Regions from separate parts of the Columba livia genome. Here region 2 is linked to region 1. Evidence: chromatin contacts called from public Hi-C data. All regions are on one chromosome and are shown on one strand. The core of a region is the stretch at or near the end of the contact, and the rest is flanking DNA. Distances in the headings are between cores, read along the strand shown. Region 1 holds the start of CMSS1 (cms1 ribosomal small subunit homolog). Region 2 holds the start of LOC102088327 (cell cycle control protein 50C).

Evidence for each region. A called contact is a pair of places that touch in the nucleus more often than the background predicts.
Region 2: a contact with region 1 is called in a Hi-C map of liver, with 4 times the contacts expected there. The contact joins the promoter of LOC102088327 here to the promoter of CMSS1 in region 1. A contact is called at or near these places in 2 of 2 Hi-C or Micro-C datasets (crop and liver).

What each region holds. Positions count from the first base shown.
Region 1 is chr1:72,581,592-72,588,350 of bColLiv1.pat.W.v2, forward strand. CMSS1 (cms1 ribosomal small subunit homolog) reads left to right here and starts at 2,908. Exons shown (of 10, transcript XM_065062430.1): 1 at 2,908-3,068. The coding sequence starts at 3,008. TBC1D23 (TBC1 domain family member 23) reads right to left here and starts at 1,131. Exons shown (of 19, transcript XM_065062290.1): 1 at 971-1,131. The coding sequence starts at 1,110. FILIP1L (filamin A interacting protein 1 like) reads right to left here. Exons shown (of 6, transcript XM_065062366.1): 6 at 4,735-6,759.
Region 2 is chr1:72,830,669-72,837,897 of bColLiv1.pat.W.v2, forward strand. LOC102088327 (cell cycle control protein 50C) reads left to right here and starts at 5,033. Exons shown (of 7, transcript XM_005506680.3): 1 at 5,033-5,914; 2 at 6,746-6,856. The coding sequence starts at 5,702. It overlaps CMSS1 (cms1 ribosomal small subunit homolog), which reads left to right. Exons shown (of 10, transcript XM_065062430.1): 9 at 2-90; 10 at 4,267-4,878. The coding sequence ends at 4,350.

The DNA.
Region 1 (6,759 bases), core at 1,658-4,157:
TGTACGTGGAAAGGACAAAGAGCAATGCTCTGGCACAGAACCACAGAAATAAAATGAATCACATGCAATGCAGAAGTGCAAAGAGAAAAACAAAGTGAAGATGCACAGGAATGTAAATGTGGGGTGCAGTAAGAATATCTTCAGATTTTAAACACAGTGTTTATTTAAGCCTCTGCAATCTTAAGTGAATGCTTAAGTGAATGCAATGCAACAAATACTAAAATCACAGCACTGTTACCATCAAAATGATACTATACCCGCTCCAGGCATAGTCTCCACTCTTGTCCTAGAGATTCGATGTCAAATCTATTATAAGTACTACCTACACCAGAGGAGGGTGGCAAGCAAAATCATTCAGAAATCAGGCCAGGACTTATCTTTGTCACCTGTGCTTGAGCAGGTACACAGAGAAAGGGGAAGCTGAGCCTAACAAAGCAGCTCCATTCCCGGCAGCCAGGTGCACGCATCGAGCCGCTCCTACCCCATATTAACAGCTGCTTTTGGAAACTGGAGCAACCGCCTGGCTCCAGGCGGGGCACGGCCACAGGCCGCCCCGTCTCACCCTTCATTGGACAGCGGCGCTTCCTCCTCTGGGACCCGAGAACCGCCGAGCACCCGGCGGCGTCTGCCCCGGGCTCCCACCGCGCTGGGGCCTGCCGGGCCCGGCAGGCGGATGGGTGGGGGGCTAGAGAGGGGCCGCCCCCACCCCAGGGAGCTCCCCCAGCCACCCCTGTCTCCACCGAGCGCTCCGCGGCGGCGGGAGCACGGACGCCCTCACCCCCTCCCGAGGCGCTCGGGGCAGCCTCAGCCGCACGCCAAGTGCGGCGGATCCCGGGAGCGGTGGGTGCGGCGACGTGCCGGGAGAAGCGGCACGGCCCCTCTCCCCCATCGACCCCTCCGCTGCTCCCCCTCGGCCCCGCTGCGGAGGAGAGGGAGCGGGAAGAAGGGCACCGACACCCCCGTAACTCACCAGCTGCTCGACGGCGGCAGCGCCTCTTCCCCTTCCGCCATAGCTGTTGACGTGCCTCCTCGGTCGGCCGTAAAGCGCGGTCGGGTGATGTGTGTTTTTTGTTGTGTTTTTTTTTTTATCCCGACGCTCCACCTCTCCATGAGCCGGCCCTGCTCCTCGTCTCTCCCGTGCTGTCGTGAAGTGAGGGCTTCCACCGCAAAGCGCGGAAGCCTGGCAAGGCAGAAGGGCGGTGCCTCTGCTTGCGAATCAGAGTGGGGGCCGGGGCCGGGGCCGGGGCCAGGGCCAGGCCGGGCGGGCCGCGCCCCAGGGGCGTTCACCTGAGCGTCTGCCCCGGGAAGGCAGGAGCTGCCCCGCCGCGGGCCGGGTCGGGCTGACAAAGCCCCAGCCGCCTCTCAGCGCAGCCGGGGAGGCGGCGGCTGGCGCTCCGCCGCGGGGGGAGGCGCTGACGCGGGCTCTGGCGGGAGACCCGCGGCTGCTGCGGCCGCTTTGTGTGGCCCCAGGCTGGGTGGCGGGGGAAGGCGCTGCCGCCGGTGCCTTTCTCTGTAAGCGTTGGGAATCGGTTTTCCCAGAGGCAAGCCATTCTGCGAAAAACCTGAGTATTTTTCAGTTCCCATGAAGGGGAACTGCTTTGCTATATACAGGCTTTATTATTAAACGACTTCTGTTACAGTCAGTAGCTTGCCAGGCTATACTCTGCAAACTGGAGATAAAATTTGGAAGTTTCACATGGAATCCTGATTTCCAAGGACTACGAATCGTCTGGCAATGTTCATTAGCAACCCTGGGCCAAACAACACTAAAGCTCTCAATCATGCACATTCCTCATCCATCTGCACCCTCAAACAAAAAAATAGTATGTGTTTACGAAAGTTAAGAAGAATGATGTAAGTCATTTATCACAGAATTACAGAACGTTAGGGATTGGAAGGGACCTCAAAAGATCATCTAGTCCAATCCCCCTGCCGGAGCAGGAACACCGAGATGAGGTTACACAGGAAGGTGTCCAGATGGGTTTTGAATGTCTCCAGAGTAGGAGACTCCACAACCCCCCTGGGCAGCCTGTTCCAGTGTTCTGTCACTCTCACCGTGAAGAAGTTTCCCCTCATATTTAAGTGGAACCTTCTATGTTCCAGTTTGCACCCGTTGCGCCTTGTCCTATCATTGGTTGTCACCAAGAAGAGCCTGGCTCCATCCTCATGGCACTCACCCTTTACATATTTATAAACACTAATGAGGTCACCCCTCAGTCTCCTCTTCTCCAAGCTAAAGAGACCCAGCTCCCTCAGCCTTCCTTCACAAGGGAGATGCTCCACTCCCTTATTCATCTTTGTTGCTCTGTGCTGGACCCTCTCCAGCAGTTCCCTGTCCTTCTTGAACTGGGGGGCCCAGAACCGGACACAATATTCCAGATGTGGTCTCTCTGGAATAATAGTGCCACCTTATGATAGATTCACGTTCTTACACTTGTCTGTTTTCCTTCCACAGCTGGCTGCGGGATGCGCTTCGCCATGCAAACGCTCGGACTCTAAAGCAGGACAGCTCCTGTGAAATACCTCACACAGGTTGCTTCACTGTCTGCAGGGTCCGGTGCCTCGAGAGTGAAGAACTTTCATTCAAAGGCAACACACAGTGTTTTGACGTGTATATTTGTGTCTCAGAAAAGATTATATTAATAATCTTAATCCAGAAAGTATTTTACAGCGTCAAAACAGACTCAGGCAATTAAAAAAATATTATGACTGGGTAATATTTTTAATTTCTTTCCTCTTTTTCCCCGCTTGGGCTATATTTTTGGCAAAAAAAAAAAAAGTCAACAAACCCTCCCTATGCATTTTAAACGCTTACCTTTATTACTTAGGAAAAAAACTTTGTAAAATGTTCATTGGACACCGTTTGCCTCCCGCCCCCGTGTGTGGGCGGGCGGGGCCAGTGCGCAGGCGCAGGCTCGGGGGCGGGGCCAGGCGCGGGCCGCGCGCACCGACCCGCCCCGCCCCGCCCTCCCCGCGTGGCGGCGGCGGCGGCAGCGATAGTAGCGGCATGGGGGACACGCTGGAGGAGCCGTGGTGGGAGAGCCCGTCCGGGGCCGGCAGCACTCCAGGTACGCGGCTCCTGGAGCTCGCTTCTCACGCTGGGATTAAGCAGTCTTCCTGACGGCCTGCCTCCTCTTCCCCGGCCCTCCTTCTCTTTCTTTTTTTTTATTTTTTTTTTTTTTAATTGCGTCCTCCCTTCAGCTCTCCCCTTTTCTCTTTTCCGCTTTTAATTTATTAATTTATTTCTCCTGTTTTTCCTCTCTCGCTCTCTTTTTATTTTCCTTCCTGTGCCTCCTTTTCCCTGCTAGCTGCCGATGCCGGTTTCGCTTGTAAACAAAAATCTCTGCATCCAGGTGAGGTCTAATCTCTGACCCTTGGTACCCGGGATCGTTAGAGGATGGACAGGCGAACGAAGGCGTCTGTATTTAAGTGACTGCGGGAACCTGCCCAACAAAAATGCGTTTAAGCGAATTTTAAAAAGCGAAAGAAAGGGAAAGGAAGAAAACGCCTTGCTTTGAGTTCTGAGCTCAGCAGCCCCGTGCATTCATTCAGCTTCTAAATTGTGTTTTCTTCCAAAACGACTTTATTTGATGAAAGGATGTTGCATAATGTGTGTTGACTGCCGTTACCGACCTGAAGTAACTTACAGTTCTGAAAAGCCTTGGAAACAGTAAATCCGCAGTAGAGCCTTTGGAGAGAAAAATACCCGTGCTACTTGAAAAGCATCACCCATGTGCTCACTAAGGTGTCTCGTGTCACCTTTGTCATGTGTTATTATAAAAGGGCAGGAGTTAAACGGCTTTTCTCCAGCCATTGCTCCCTGGAGTATGGTACTATGGCTTATTTGTCTCTTTTCAGAATTATTATAATATCTGTCTCCTATACTTTTTTTTTTCAGTGTATCTTAAAGCACGTTACAGCCTGTGATTGCATCCGTAGCATTGAGATTTAATGCAAAAATTCAGGTAGATCTAGGCAACTAAAATGACTTTAAAAGTTTATAGTGCCATATTGATTTTTTTAATTTTATTTTTTTGTTTTTAGCATATAAGTAAGAGTTGGGAGTTATTTGCGTTTCTGGGAAGACTCTGAATCTTCCAGTGTCTTGACAATGGTTGCCTCCTTCCTGTGAAAGGGTTGGAGAATAGTTTGAGAGGGAGCAATGTAAAAATCGTATGTATATAGTGCAGGAGGGGTCACAAACCCTAGTAAGTCTCCTGAGCATTTAATTTTATTTTTTATTCTCATGTAGGTTCCTTAAACAGTTCCACTTCCCATAGTTAATGCTCTTCATTAAGAATTTTTCATTCAGGAGTCCTAAATAACTTAGGAGCCTACCTGCACGTTCTGCCAAGCAGAGGTTTCAATTGGGGTGGGTGGTAAGCTGATTTTTGTCTTGTTAACAGCTTTCCTTTAGAAACTGGACACAAAGCAGGACTTGGATGATAAACATTTGACGTGATGGATAAACCATCTGACTTTGAGATGAGACTGTGAAGCACAACTCTTCCAGTTATGGAAGACACCTCTGGAGGTGTCTAATCCAGTCTAATCCCTGTACTAAAAGCACTATATGCACTTTATTCCAAGAATGTTATCTGAGTGTGTTACAAGTATCATTACAGGTGAGTGTTGTGCAAATCATATACTCTGCTGTCCATATCTCACCTTTCAAAACTTGTTGGCAGGTTCTTTATGAGGAGCCTGTTGCATTAAGTTGACACAAGCCATCAGTAAAGTAAGAAGAGCAGCTGTTACTTTTATTTTGTGTAGTTATTTTTCACATACAACAGATTAAAATCAAAGGTTAATTTATACTGCTTCTTATGAATACTATAAAATGCTTTAAAATCAGTTGACCTGAAACAGGAAAACAAGGTTTACAGTGTGCAATGTAAGCAGCAATACAAGAAAATAATTGGCCATTAGCTAGCACTTCTGACAAACTCGATCAAGTTTATTTCTGTGAAACATCAAGTTTTGTTGAAAAAAGTTTACTATCCAAATTCATTTGCTGACCTATTTAAAAAAAATCATCTCTGCCACATCTGTAGGTGCAAAGCAGAATTTGAAATGTACTTTTAAAATACTGATCTTTTGCCAAGTCCTTTAAGACTAGTGCTAGAATAAGTCCTGACCAATGGTATATTCTTCTTCATAACAGCCCTCAGAAGTGTCTTAGATTTTAGCATCTCGTAGTTAGAGGCTGTTAGTTAGAGGCTGTTGTTAAGAAGAAGTATATGGAAGATGTTCAGACTTGAAGGGTATGAAAACACAAAATATATACCCTAGTATAATGATATGTAAGTAAGTTGTAACTTACTTTTGGCCACATCATTAGATATTATTATTTTAGAATCCATATTAAAGGTAGTTACTCTCACTTTGAGACATGAATGTTTACCCTGCTGCAGGTGGTACAAAACCCCAAACTGAACCAAAACCCAACAAAAAAAAGCCCTGAAGGGATTTGCCATCTATTTGCCTTGTCACATGACACAGTCTAAAAAATCTTGCACAAGAACCTCTTCAGTAAACCTTTGAGATGAGATTTGTGGAGAGAGTGGTCAGGGGTTATTGTCTGCTTAGCAGTGGTGTTTAATGTTACACATGTCCCAAGTCATTTAACTGCAGGGCTTTCTCTCCATCCCTTTTCCAGTTCATGTCACAACTATGTCCAGTCTTGAATATGACTTTTATATTGTGTTCGGAACTGTAAGGCAGAAGATAAGGAATACTAAGGCGTTTGCTTAGTACTCGTGAAAGACACCAGGTTTATCATGTTCTCTCCATAAACAGAAGGAACACTTCTCACAGCACCATAAATGACCATACCTTGCCTGTAGCCAGCGTGCCACATCTCCCGAGCAGTTTGAGGGAGAGCGTCGAAGTTCCATTTTTCAGAAATCCTCCCAGTTTCTTCCTTTTATGTCACCACTCATTATCTTTCATTCTCCGTGCTTTCTTTGTCTCCCTTAATCCCTTAAGAGTGTAGTATCCCTGTTTGTCAGTTTGTTTCAATCCTCATACTCATAGGTAGAAATCAGTTGTGTCATCCCAAAACAGGAGCAGAAGACAGGGAAACTTTTATGTCAGTGGTACAAATAGGTGAGAAGTATAATATGGTATCATAGAGGATGATTTGACAGTACTCAGTGGTCCTTTGTGATCTCTAAAGCAAAGGATGCTATTGTGGGAATTAATTTCTCTTGGCAGAGATTTTCTTTCCTCTCTGTAGACTGGCAATAAAGGGTGGCAAATAGCATCAGTTTGCAATATGTGATTTGCGACTACCAAGAAGTGGGCTGTTCAATGTAGCACATTCAGTGGGAGTTTTGTAGCTTGATTGGAGCTGAGATCTGTTGACAGACCTGTGTATGGAGCACTTTGTATCTTTTTTTTTGGCTCATCCATGAGTTGCTGGCCCTTCCGATGAAACTTATACCGGAGATCTCTCTGATAAGCATGCCGGGGTGACAGCTGCTTTTTGAAATTTGAGTTTCTTCACGTTTACATATACTCATTCTGCAAGTTGCAGAACATAAAATGCTGTGCTTCTGTGAACTTTATTTGGATCTGAGCATATATGACATACAGCCTCAGAACTTTATAGGTACCTGCAGATTTAGTGAATAAAATTTGAAACCGTTTCTGTTTAATATGGAAGAGACATTTGTTAATTTTTGCATTTGACACAAGTGTGTCTTGTAGGACACAAGCTGAAATAATCTTTCAGTAGACTGATCTTTTTGAACTTCT
Region 2 (7,229 bases), core at 3,783-6,282, 250 kb after region 1:
GATGGCCTGTGCTTGAACTCCACAAAATATATGATTCTGGATTGGAATTGGAGAGATCAGAAACTAAGGAGAATGATGGATATCCCTGAGGTATTGTATAAGCACCTGTATATATTCTGTATATTCATTACTTTTGATTGTAGCGCTCAGATCTTGGTCAGTAAGGTTTTCTTTCTGTAAAGCAGACTTCAATGGTCTAGAAACACAAAGAAGTCAACATTTGACTGTTAAGTCTGTGCTCTCAGGTCTCAAAATTACCTTCTGAGCAAGATTTTCCTTTTTTGTTGCAAGTCACAGCCGCGACTTCCATGGTTATGGTATGAATTTCTCTTCTCCTGTTTACGCCAGATGGTTGTTTTACCTGTTCCCAGGAAGTTCTCTGAGTAAGAAGACTTGGTGTAAAAGTTTCCTCAAAAACGAAGTAAAGCTTTGCAGAAGCTTTTGTTTTTTTCATTTTTGGGGGTTTTTTTGGGGGGCAAGAAGTAGGGTACAAACTCTGTAGAGCCATCCATCATTTGTAGACTATTGGACTCCTTCTAAGATAATTTACTATTCTTTTCAATTCTATAATCCAGCTTTCATATTTATTGCTGTGACAAGCCATGTTTCCCATATGCTGTGGAGTATCAGCTGGTATCTAACCAGCAGAGAGTGAAAAAGGCAGATTCCTCTATTAGTTGTTGTTATAAAGCTTCCGATTTCTGGCAGTGTTTCCATTTGTTTGCACATTTAGAGCAGGCCGATATGCAGGATCTCCAGGGAAGAGGACGTTTTTTGCATATAGACATTAAGCTGTTTCACAAGGGAAACAAATTATTAGTCGTTAATTGTTCTCTGCATTTCTCTGTATATTTGTATGTGCTCTATTTTACAGTCTCACATACACACAAAGGTATTAGGTGTTCCTAATAATCTCGGATAAAGCGCCTCGCAAAAAAAATACATTGCAGAAATGAAGTAGCAACAAAGCCCGCTTTGCTTTTTGAGGCAAGGAGGCTCCCTCTTGTGGAAAATCCATAGGGCTTTTTTGTATGGTGCTTGTACTTAAAAGAACAGAAAACACTAGTTCACAGACACAGCAGTACAAAAGCTGCTGGTTGCAGTGGGATAGATTTTTTTTTAAGTCAACTGAAGTAAATATATGTACAGTAGACTACGGGTGATCCACCTCAAAAAACCTGAAGATTGTGCTGCTATTATTTAATTTGGAGCTATTGTAAACCTGAACTATCCCTTTCAGCTCACTGTAGGTAGCATCACAGTATTTCTCTAGGAATGCAGGCCAAAAATTGAGACTCAGATGTATTTTATTAAGGTAAAATCTTAAGGCTATCGTAACATCAAAATGTTAAGTCTTAGTTCAAGTTAAAACCAAGTAAGTAAGAATGTTCCACCTTCATATACAGTATTAGAATAATTAATAGATATTTATGTGTGATTACAGAATAGTGAACATATGATTATAGAAACATCACAGTATCACAGTATGTTTGGGATTGGAAGGGACCTCAAAAGATCATCTAGTCCAATCCCTCTGCTGGAGCAGGAACACCTAGGTGAGGTTACACAGGAACATGTCCAGGCGGGTTTTGAATGTCTCCAGAGAAGGAGACTCCACAACCTCCCTGGGCAGCCTGTTCCAGTGCTCTGGAACCCTCACTGAGAAGAAGTTTTTTCTCAAATTTAAGTGGAATCTCTTGTGTTCCAGCTTGATCCCATTACCCCTTGTCCTATCATTGTTTGCCACTGAGAAGAGCCTGGCTCCATCCTCATGGCACTCACCCTTTATATATTTATAAACATTAATGAGGTCACCCCTCAGTGTCCTCTTCTCCAAACTAAAGAAACCCAGCTCCCTCAGCCTTTCCTCATAAGGGAGATGCTCCACTCCCTTAATCATCTTTGTTGCCCTACGCTGGACCCTCTCCAGCAGTTCCCTGTCCTTCTGGAACTGGAGGGCTCAGAATTGGACATAATATTCCAGATGTGGTCTCACCAGGAGTAGAGGGGAAGGAGAACCTCTCTGGACCAACTAACCACCCCCCTTCTAATACACCCCAGGATGCCATTGGCCTTCCTGGCCACAAGGGCACAGTGCTGGCTCATGGTCATCCTGTTGTCCACCAGGACCCCCAGGTCCCTTTCCCCTACACTGCTCTCTAATATGTAATTTCCCAACCTATACTGGAACCTGGGGTTGTTCCTGCCCAGATGCAGGACTCTACACTTTCCCTTGTTAAATTTCATTAGGTTCTTCCCCGCCCAACTCTCCAGCCTGTCCAGGTCCCGCTGGATGGCAGCACAGCCTTCTGGCATGTCAGACACACCTCCCACATCTTCTAACCTGCATTTGGCTTAGGTAACACAACATACAGAACGGTTTTTGACATCTTGAGCTATGTAAGTGGAACATGTTGCAGCTATTTGTCCTGCTGCAGACATCACACAGACTCATGAAAGTTATTTATACGAAAAGTCAGAAACAAAAGATATCCAAATAATGTTTTGGAGATAAGGCATCTTAACACAGTAGAAACTAATGGAATGTTTTGGCAACTTTCAGGCTTGAAATATAGAATACAGTCTCAGTGAGCAGAGGATCTTACTGTTGTATAAAAATGGTCAAATAGTTGCTATGAATAGTCATAAGGTTTCTCAATGAAGAGAAGAATTATCATACCAAAAATGTCATTTAGAGAGTTGGCAGTTTGTTGTACTAATTTCTTTCATCCCTTACTAGTTGTGGAGGCAAAATTGTACCCTTAAAATTAGAAATTATGCATACTGACCTACTTTAAATGAAAATCACAGTTATCGATAATTTCTTTGCATATTTAAGGTGCTGCATTGCTAAATTTCATTTCAATTACACCAGAAAGCAAGAACAGCTGGAAACACGTGTCCATTCTACTTACTGTTGTTGTACTCACCTGATGTTCAGTGAAGAATTATGTACACAGTGATATATTCTCATAAATATATTAATTTAGAAACACACGAATCTTCATACATGGTAGTGCTGTATCCCATCATATCCACATAATGGATGGTGCCCTGATTCACTGCTCTCTCAGTTGCCTCAGCATCCCATTAGTTAATGCTGTTGGATTTTTTTTCTCTGTTTTTGTGTCTCCCACTTCATTCATCCCAAACAATGGAGAGAAGGAAATAAAAAGAAAGTTTACAAAGAAGCCAGAGGAGGGGTAAATGAGTTCATCAGATTCTGGAGTTGTACTAAAGTATAAAGGTTAAAATAAAAATTGATTTTGTACTTTAGGATCTGACCAAAGGACAAGCTTCCTGCTTTGAAAGCTTTGTGTATATAGGTTGATGACAATACAGAACTGTCTCAACTCCTCAAATTACTTGTTTGTAAGATTCGAGTTTTTTCAACAAAAAACAACATTGTATTGTCTGCAAATAATACAGACACTGAGCTTTGAGTAAGTTTGAAAATACAGGAAGTTTAAGTTTCAGGCATCATGAAAGTAAAAAAGTTTCTAAGAAACGGACTTGTGATAGAAAAACAACTGTTTTCACCTCACATAGCACAGTGGGGAATAGAGATTGGCCAGGCTTTCTCACATGATTTATGCCTGTACAAAAGAGAGGCACAGAAGGATATAATCCTGAGGGAAAGTTTGCAAATAGGTCATATGTAAGTGGGAAGAGAGAGCTATAAGGAGACTCTGGACTAACCATGATGATAGAGAATCTTGTGTTCCTGCTGAAATACGTTGTCAGTTAGTTACTCTCAAATACATTTGTCTTTTATCTTTTGATAAGTAATAAACTACAGGCATATCTGTGTTATAAACCAAAGTACGCTGCATACAGCACATGTAGACCTGACCTTCATGCTGGCTTCCATTCAGGTGTCTCAGACACAAACAGCGTTGTGGCTGTTGCCGTGCAGCGCTTCCCGTGGACTGCGTCATACCAGTTGATACTCTGGAAAGTCACGTAGGGATTTTGCAGCCCAGGATGGATCTCTTGCTGTGGCAACTTCATCAACTCCCTGCCGATTACAGCTTTTCTGGGGTCATGTTAGGTGGGACTTTACGAGCCGCAGTTGTACTTTAGGACGGCAGAGCAAATGCTAGATATTTTACAAAATCGAAACGTTCTGGAGCTCACGACCATGTATGAGAACTACTTATTTAATTTCTAGTCCTATAGTAAGGTGCCTGAGTAAATAAATAATGGTATTTAGCCAAAGCATTATGAATAACTTTTGATGCTTGCTTTGATTTTTGTTTTCTTCAGATAAAGAAAGAAACAATTGACCTACTGGAGACGAGTATTATAAAGCTGTGCAGAGACGGGTCTGTGAAGCTGGGACTCTTTTAATGTTTTAGCAACAAGGAAGTCATTTGCAGCTGCATTTTACTGTTACTTTGTCTGCAATGGAAGTGATTAACAGATGATGGAATCAAGAATTTTGGCTTTTCAGAGGTCTATCAATACAGAAAGAATGCACATTGCAACTTTTTCTTAGTTTCCTTTTAATAATAAAATAAATGTTTTGGTTTTAGTCTTATCATTATTTCTATTGCAGAACATTGTGATACTGAAACTAGAGTTACATTGCATTCACCTGCTCAATTTACTATATGTCACTTTTAAGACTCTGAAGATGAGAAAACTTGGGTGTGAAAGTCTTTGTACAACTCAGTTCTCTGTTATCTCTCTCTGCTGTTCCAAAGGAGACATCCATTTCTCTCATGAGAGTGGTAATCTAGTTCTTGCCCTTGAGGGTCTTTGAAAATATTGTATGAATTTCAGTAATTTGTCAAAAAGGTATTTTTCACCTCTCTGTTCTAGAACTGGCCAAATGTTATTTTTTGCTATTGCATAATAAATTATCTATCTATTGCATTGAGACTTCATTTTGGTTAAACTTCTGAAGTGTGCCAAAAATATTCTTCTGTTTATCCATTTAAATTAAAAGGAGGTGATCACTGGATGATTCTTTTGTCATTGTGGATAGTAGGTAACGGATGGATTTTTTCCAGAGGACAAGATGAATAAAGGTTGAGTAAAACATCAGCATCTTGGAAAGCCATTGATCCAAATCAGATATTTGGAGAATGAGTTTCCATTTTGTGATAAAAAAAACATATAACTTTTTTACAACTTTAAATAGTGTCTGCATCAATAGCAGTGAATGTAGTAGGTTATGAAAATTGATTTGGTCTTCCAAAGCAACGTTTTCTGTCTGGTACTGTCTCAGCACCTGAAGTCCTCTCCAGTGGCATCCAGTGCAATTGGAGTAGAGCTCCTGTCATTGTATGCCATGTCTGTTAGCTGGGCAGCTATTGAAGTGAAGGGAGAAACAATAATACGAGAAACAATAATACATCTGAAATTACACAGAAATTCCAGTATCTTGAGCAGTATCGTTGCAAATGAATAAGACGTAACAAATCCTACTGAGTTGCAGGACAGTTGCTTTTCCAGGAGGCATGAGCTGGATGCCCTGAGCAAAGTACACAATTGTTAGATTAGTACAAGCTGATGAAGGAGATCCAAACATAAATGTAGAAAATGAGGAAGAGAGAGATCGATCTAGTTAATGAGTAATTCCTGGCCATATTGCAGGTTTGAACAAACAATGCAGTCTCCCAACAGTAAGGACAGTATCTCAGCTTAAAGACTTTCCTGCACAAGTATATTATTCATTCCTCTCACCAAGAAGAAAATGAAAAACAAGACAAGCTGTCTTCCACAAGAAGCAGGGGCACGTCCTTCCAGATGTCCGGATAACAGCGCATTCAAACAACAGAGGCTCCCAGCTTGGAAACCCCAGCTCACCATTGCGACCGTGCTCTCCAGCTTCTTCCTCACAGGCGCGTTCTGCCTTTCTGTCGGAATCTGCCTCATCCTGTCCGCAAACAGCATCAGAGAATTCCAGGTTTGCTTTGGGGGTGGTGTTCTTAGGTGTTCTATGAAGAAGAAACTGGGCTATTTTTGGAGAGAAAAGGCTTTGAATTTTTGCTTCCAGATAAAGGTGGTAGTGATGGCTTCATGGCTCAGGCTCAGGTCCAGCAGACAGTGTTTCTGTGAAAATCCTCAGCGATAGCTAGTCACCGAAAAAAGGCAAGCACTGGGTGGTTAACTGGATGGTAATATCTGAAATATGGATGGTAATTACTGCCACTGGCTGGTAATACCTGAAATGTTGTCGCTATTTCCTGGGTTTTTGTAGGGAAATAAACTAACCCCTTTGATAGTGTTTGGTACTACAAGAACATACATGTTTGCTGGGGCAAAATCTTAAAATGCAGGGAGCCCGGATGTTCAAATATCTCCTGGAGGTACAGTTGGTTAGCCCTGTGGTGGTGTTAACAGACTCCTGGTTGGAGGCAACGCTCAGCGCCACATCCAGGCTGTTCAGGAGCGGTGGGTGGGCCATGATGTGTGTGGGGACTGCTCAGACATTACTTGGTCAGCCAGACCAAGCTGCAGAAGTGTTCTTTCCTCAGCACTCCTTTGCCAAGGAGCAGATGTGGAGGTTCTGCAACAGTCATCAAAAGGCTCTGAAACAGCCTTAAACCGGGGATAAAATTTGTGAATGTTCATTTAGGCCAAGTCGTGATTCTCTGTCAAATTTTAACAATGTTTTTGGCAGCACAGAGTCACTTAGAAGACAACTGCTCTGAAAAGTCTTGCAGCTAAAACACTAACTTTTTCCTGTGTGTGTGTCCTTTACTACAATATCTCTGCTTGTTCACTTCTCTGACAGATTAATTATTCAGATAAATGCTCAGAGTGTTCAAAACTCCGTGAAAATACCTCTAATTGGAATAAGGAATGCCACTGTTCCGTTAATTTCACACTAAAGGAAGATATGTTGGTAAGTGGATGTGAGAAACCAACTCAGGTCGTTTAGTACCTCCTGTTACTTATATCCCTATATGATAAAATACAGTAATTCTGCTTTGTGGAGCTCCTGACTAAATTTTCTTTGTACTTTTTAAAAACATGAAATACTCAAAATTTTAAACTTTTGCCTTTACTATTCATTTTGGTGTGTTAATAAAGATCAGGCTACCTCTGTCGCTAGCTGAGAGATGTCCAAGGAGAAGATGGGGATGAAGGAAATGGTGTTTGATTGCAGAGGTGACTTGTCCCTGAGTCAGCAGCAAACCCTCGCCCATGGCCTGGGATTAGTTGTTACTACACTGCTAAGCTCTCAAATGAGAAGGAAATCTGAAGCTCTGACCACT